Linked DNA regions of Zea mays: region 1 is linked to region 2. The links are chromatin contacts, called in public Hi-C maps. All regions are on one chromosome and are shown on one strand. The core of a region is the stretch at or near the end of the contact, and the rest is flanking DNA. Distances in the headings are between cores, read along the strand shown. Region 1 holds the start of LOC103646221 (protein PHOSPHATE STARVATION RESPONSE 2). Region 2 holds the start of LOC103646219.

Region 1 (3,345 bases), core at 518-3,017, 240 kb before region 2:
AGGTATTGCTTCGCTACGCATGGTCATCTCCACTGATGTACCTGGAACTGTAATGCAATCAAAAAATTGAATACGAGAAACGCATTTCTTTGCAAACGAAATAATTTTGCACCATACACACAAAAAAAAACAATAATAATAATGAGGGGGAAACAACGATATTCAAACAAGTGGAAGTGACGGTTTCAACTTTCAGCCACCATTGCTAACCTTCAGAAGGGTGCTGCTTTACTTGAAGTTTGTACTTCTGTTTGGAGTGTTACATTCAATTAGCAAACCGTAAAACCGAAATATCTGTGCCACCAAAAAATACACTGGAATTTTTTTAAAAAAAATGGAAAGTATACCTGAAAGTGGCTTTTGACCTGATCGCGAGTCAGACCTTCAACATTCATTATATCAAGAATTGCTTTAGGTTTAGCACCTGCATTTGTTCAAAAAATAATAATAAGGGGTAATAGTACTTACAATAGAAAGCCAACAGTACTTTATACGGTGATAGTGATACAGTGCCGAAATTCTACTTTCACAGCCACCAAGCAGATTGACAGCATCTACGAAGCGATCATGCATCTCCATAGTCCACCGCATGCGTGCCTTGGCCCTTTTGGGGCAATGCGCATTATTTGTGGTTGCCAGAGGAGAAACGGTTGGACACAGTTGCTGAGGTTCTTCAGAAGGAACCGAGACTGATTCATGTACCATGTGCTGCTCATCATGTTGCCATGACTTAGAATTCGGATACGAGGGAACGGGTGCGGATTCAGCCTGTGCAAAAAAGAAATACATCGACTCTAACATAAGGCATCTCAGATGAACATAGCATGGAAAGGTTCTAGAAATATATGGTCTGCTGCCTCATATAACGATGCAAATCCCATGTCTAATGCAACATGATCAAGAAAAAAAAACCGTATAGCACTAGTGCTTATTTTGAGCTAAATTACCATTTGGTGCCAGTTCCAAGTTATATCAGTGGGGACAAACCATTCATCTCTATTGTCGGATTCGTCGACGGTTCTGCCAGGACCAGGAATTTGCTGACTCTCAACACGGTAATCAATGTCACCAGGGTCTGCACAGCCTTCAGGAGACTGTCCAGAGAAAATACCACCTGAAGGTTCTTCTGGTAGTACAGAATAGGATATCATGTTGTTGTTGCAGGGCAGGATTCCAGAAAGGGAAGGATGCGCGGTGGATGGTGTCGAATAAGGAAAGCATCCATGCGTAGTAACCGTGGAGAAAGCGCTGGAAGATGGTGCCATAGATGCTGGATAAGGAGCTCCAGTAGCAACAGGCAAAGACTGCAGATTCATATCATGAGACGGTATACAAGGACCTGCAACGCAAAAGCAATTCACATGTTCAGCACAGCAAGATCAGAAGGCTATGACTACCATGCTGTAAAGAATGAACACAGCAAGCTAGCAGAGCTCATATAAGGAGAACGGGATAGGATTGAGGGGAAAAAGAGAGAGAGAGAGAAACCACGAGTCCTTAGATCGCATGGACACAAAAGAAAGAAGGAAACGGACAGTCATAAAAGGATCATCGTCTCATCGACAAAAGATTGCAGAAACCCAGCAGAAACTTCACTTGACCTGAGAGAACCTCACCTTTGCACTGCCAGCAAACGAATTGGTCGAGGGGACCCGCAACTACTTCCTTGGACTCACCGATTCAGGGGAGGCTGGAGGCGCGAACGGACGCAAATAGGGAGGAAAGAACGAACACACGGAGAGGTGGAGCAGTGGCTGCACATTTTCTACGTCGGCGCCCTCTTTGGTTTCGCCTAAAACAAAACGCAAACAAACACGAACCGGATCGGGACACCGATGAGGCGAGAGCGACGTACGATACGACAGCAATGGATTATTAGCGGGCGACGACGCGGAGAAACAAGACTACTAGAGGGCATGGATTGGATTAAAAAAAACACCGAACCCGTAGCCTGCAGGTGAGCAGGTCAAAGAAGAGAGACAGAGATCTCGACAAAGAAAGTGGAGGGAAGCAAGGGAGGGGTATCTCAGGGGATCTGGGGGATAGATACCATTACCATCTGACGTGAGAGAACCGGCGCACGCATTCCAGTGCTGATGCTGATGCTGTCTCTGTCCTAGTGCAATCTACAGTCCAAATGTTCAACTCGTCCTCTGGTTCGTTCAGGTTCATGCCGCCATGCCAGCGAACAATGTTCAGCAAGTACGCCCGCACTTCCCCGGACAGGCTCACCTACTGGGAGCTATGGTCGATGACCCGACGCGTTCCGCGAAGCCTTCGATCTCTACGGCCGGTGAGCAAACTGACCGACCAACGTCCATCTCCTCCACCAGGCTGCCTGCTGGCTTTGCGATCTCGATGTCGAGCTCCTCTGACTCTCTCATGCGGCCAATCTGCTGAAGTGGACGATCCTGTACGCGCTGGCGCGGGACCACGTACGAGGGGTGGTACCTGTCGCGGAGAGACAGTACGCCAAGGTGTCCTAGATGGAGAGGATGGACTGCTGTGCTGCGTGAATGAAGCGGAAGCAATGGATGTATTTGAAGCCTCGGTGTGTACGTGTGGCGACTCTGGATGTAGATGATGAGGGGCTGTCAGAAAACAAGCACACCTCAGTTTCTTATATTTTACTTGTTATGCAAAATGTATAGACATATAGCAAAATGGCCTATTAGCTCAGTTGGTTAGAGCGTCGTGCTAATAACGCGAAGGTCGCAGGTTCGAGACCTGCATGGGCCAGTTTTTTTTTATAATGATCTTCAATCGTTTAAAAAAATTGATCCTCAGCTCAACTAAACAGACTTTTCTCTCCATTTTTTTTGTTTCATTATAAATTATAGCCTGAGCTAATTCTTTGCCCTAAAAAAAGGTTCCTGCCCTCGTCTAAAGAAGGTATTTTCGCTTTAGTTGGTAAAGATAGCAACGATGGCCTGTAACCTAACATCTATTAAGGGAAGTAGTGTTGTGAAACATGTCTCTCTTCAAAAAGACACTCCTTTTGGGAGTGGTCTCATCGTGATTAGAATATGTACTAATGTAGCCACCGAAAGAACATATAATTTGACAATTGACATAGATAATTAGAATAATTGGCTTGTTCTTCAGGGAGAAAACACACTTTTACACCGCACCACTCCACCTTGTATATATCCGCATGAGTTCTTTTATTCTTATTATTCAGTTTATATTTCATACTTTATAACCGTTGATACGCCATGCATTTTATACTGCATTTTGCTATAGCGCGCCTGCGCTGTCCCCTGTCAGGAGTGGAAAGGATCAGACGGCCGCGGACGCCAGCTCCATGGCTTGCCCTGTTCCCGCGGCGCGCTCCTGTGCCGCCGC
Region 2 (3,296 bases), core at 711-3,210:
CATCTTCACCAAGGGGTTACCGTCGAGTGTCTTTTTAGACTTCCGATCCAGTCTCAACATCTGTACAGGATAGAGTTGTGACTGCGGGGGGGTGTTAGACTACCCGTCTAGGGTTTGTGCTATTCCCTGTGTAATGACCGTTATACCCCTGTGTAATGGGCCTTGGCCCAGTTACTCTCCCTATTTAATACCACTCCCAACCCCTGATTAGGGTATGGGTTCCTATTCTAACAGTTATCTATAGACATTTTTTGTTCTTTGCGGTTAAAAACTTAGTTTGAATTTTTGTGGATGTGTTTCTTTGATTAGTTGCTCTTTTCACATCTCTTAGTGTCCTGTTCTTATGTGCTATATATTTCTTTGCACTTTTCAGGTCTGTGTGAACATAGACAAAGAAAGGGAAAAGCGAAGAGTCGCTGAGAACTGGAGGCGGAAGAAGCATGAAGAAAAGAAACGTACAATTCTTTGTTCCTTCTCTTTCTTTTGCTTCACTTGCAGTCTGGCCTCATCTTTGATCGAGGATGCCCAGCTGCTGAATTCCATTAAAAAACAAGAAATGGGCACCTACCCTGAATAGAGCTGAACTTGTTACCATATTTATATTGATGTCAAAACCATTTTGTTTGCTTTACCTGTATGGTTGCATCTCATGTTATTTGGAAGCAATAGATGTCAACTTGCTTTGTGCCTGCAGCTATACTGAGAAAATGGCCAAAACCTGTATAAACAACAGTCCCCGGTGTCCTAAAATCTTTTGTTGTGTTTTTTCAGGTACACAAGAGCAGAAGCGAAAGGATAAGAGAAAAGCTAAAGAGATGGCTTGATGACACATGAGATAGCTAGGGGCCTTCAAGGGGTTTACGGAAGCTCTTTAAGCTCGCGTCAATCCTTTCAGAAAGGAAAGGAATGCATTCATCAATGTTTTGCTGTAATACAATGCGTGCGCTAAGTTAGCGCTTGCCTTTAACAGATTGGAGGTGGTAGTTTGATTTTGTTTTGCGGCTGAAGAAAATAAACTTAGAATGCACGAGCACTGGCTCTGGATGAGAAAAGAAATTAAGCAGATAGCTCACGTATAACCTCATTGGATCTGTAATATGTACGCCTATCAGATTTAAGGTACAAATTAATTTTATTAGGGATGGGAATCGACTGACCTGGCCTATCTTTGGACTTGGACCTGGCCCATTGCCTTAAGGCCAATTTTAGGAGTGATGGAGATTATGATCTTGCTGGCTATCATGGGTTTGGCCTAGATATTTTTCTGCTATAATGCATGGACATGAATCCTATCAATATTTCTATAAAGTATTGTGATAACAGATTAAAATTATTAACAATGCAGCAATTTTCATAAAATTTTGAGTGAACGATAATTTAAATTTTATCAATTTTTACTTCCAAAATATGTTATTTCTATACCTAATCTAAAGGGCAAGCCTGTACAATGGTAATAGCTGTCCCATTAAATCACGAGATCTCAGGTTTGAAACATCAAAGGAAAATCGGAACATCGGATATACTAGGCCTATTCCTCTTTAGATGTATTTGAAAGTATTTGGATCAATTGTTTAGCCTTCAAGGGGTTACGGATCCTACGCATGCACGTCGATCGATCAATCCCTGAGCGCTAGCGTTGCGTGCCTCGATCTGTTCTCAGTCCTCAAGCGCCTCCGTCTCCCAACTCTCCATCTCGACGGGAGACATGGCTCGGGCGTGAAAACAGCCCATAATTTTGGCGGCGGCCCACGCCGATGAGGCCTTGGACGCGCCGGGAGCCGTCTGTTATATCTAGTTGTGAAGAGTCTGTTATTTATCCAGAGAGAAAGTTTAGGAAGCGGGTTTGTTTCCTAGATGGATATATTAGATGGAGAAAACATCGTGTTTGTTTAGATTAGATGGAGAAAGCACTGGGTGTATATATACCCAGGATTTCCTCCTCCTGTTTCCCTCTTTTTTCATCTGAACTGAACGTTCCTGTTCATCTTCAAGCCCTCGCCGGCTTGTTGAACTCAGTCGATCCTGCATCTTTCTCCAACACCGTCGCACGCGAAAAATGGCAGAATCCGTCCTCCGACCCCGACACACGGAGGCGGCGGACGCCGATGAGGATATGTTGGACGCGCTGGAAGCCTTGTCACGCCGAATGGCAGAATTCGTCCTCCAGGACACGGAGGACGATGAGGCTGCCCTGGACGCACCGGAAGCCGTCGCACGCAGAGCGGCGGAATACGTCCTCCAGGACACGGACGCGGCGGATACCCAAGCATCGGAGGACAACTTCTTCTTCGAACTCGCGGAAACCTTCATGCAGGAGACGGAGGCGGAGGAAGCCGCCGTGGAAGCTATGGTGTTCAATGCGGCGGAGGAAGCGGGTGAAGCCGCCTCGGAAGCACTGAAAGCCGCCGTGGAAGCTAATAAGCTATAGTGTTCAATGCGGCGGAGGAAGCGGTTGAAGCCGCCCGTGGCGACACCCTCCTCGACGCCGCCGTGCTCAGCTAGAAGGGGACTGAGCTGCAGTACCGAGGAAGGGCTCGTTCGGTTACGAGTGAATTGAAGGGGATTAAATCCCTTCCTAGTCAAAAATGAATAAAAGGGGTTTTAATCTCTCTCAGGGCTTATTCGTTTACGTCGGATTGCACCTGAAATCGTTCCAGCTAATCAAAGTTTATATAAATTAGAGAAACAATCCGGTTAAGAATCGTTCCGACCTATCAATTCGGTACAAACGAACAAGACCTCAATCCCCTTCGATCCAAATGCAACCGACCAAGACCGAAATGGATAAGTTAACACGCCGTTGCTGAACTCAACTGTTTGGAAGTCTGCTACCCGATCAATAGTTTTTCCTCCTTTTTTCTTTGTTTTTTTTGGCAAGGTGAGGGGTTGTTGAGAGGCTAGAAGTTCATCCCTTCCATGTCTACCTGTATTGCAGTTTACATGGGAAGTTGTTTAAATTCGGTTTTCAGTAAAAAAAAATGACGAGCTAAAGTCTCCATCTCCTCTGAAATGCTGATCTGCTCGAAAAAAATGACGAGCTAAAGAAGCCTATAAACTGTAAAGGGCGTGTGCGAAAGGCTGATCCGCTCGAGGTCGCACTGGGACATAGTACAAATGTACAATGCAATAGTGTCTCGCATGCTGCCATGGCGGAAGCCACCACGCCGCCGTCGTCTTTGAAAGCCGCCGCCTCCAGGCCGCCATGCCGTCGTCTCGTCGTCTCTGAAAGTCTCTCATACAGGCAATGGCGGTGCTGAGGCTTCGATTTTGGCCCGACTCCGCCACCGAGTTTAATG

The links. A called contact is a pair of places that touch in the nucleus more often than the background predicts.
Region 1: a contact with region 2 is called in a Hi-C map of leaf, with 6 times the contacts expected there. The contact joins the promoter of LOC103646221 here to the promoter of LOC103646219 in region 2. A contact is called at or near these places in 8 of 25 Hi-C or Micro-C datasets (bundle sheath, ear, endosperm and 2 more).

Annotation. Positions count from the first base shown.
Region 1 is chr2:30,134,103-30,137,447 of Zm-B73-REFERENCE-NAM-5.0, reverse strand. It overlaps LOC103646221 (protein PHOSPHATE STARVATION RESPONSE 2), which reads right to left and starts at 1,767. Exons shown (of 8, transcript XM_008670950.4): 1 at 1,617-1,767; 2 at 948-1,339; 3 at 525-768; 4 at 348-424; 5 at 211-247; 6 at 1-41. The coding sequence starts at 1,316. TRNAI-AAU (transfer RNA isoleucine (anticodon AAU)) reads left to right here and starts at 2,666; the gene lies at 2,666-2,739. LOC100382755 (Tetratricopeptide repeat (TPR)-like superfamily protein) reads right to left here. Exons shown (of 3, transcript NM_001175470.1): 3 at 3,149-3,345. The coding sequence ends at 3,280.
Region 2 is chr2:29,895,639-29,898,934 of Zm-B73-REFERENCE-NAM-5.0, reverse strand. It overlaps LOC103646219, which reads left to right and starts at 1,960. Exons shown (of 1, transcript XM_008670947.2): 1 at 1,960-2,611. The coding sequence starts at 2,057. The coding sequence ends at 2,428. It overlaps LOC100383140, which reads left to right. Exons shown (of 15, transcript NM_001175806.1): 14 at 374-455; 15 at 772-1,134. The coding sequence ends at 824.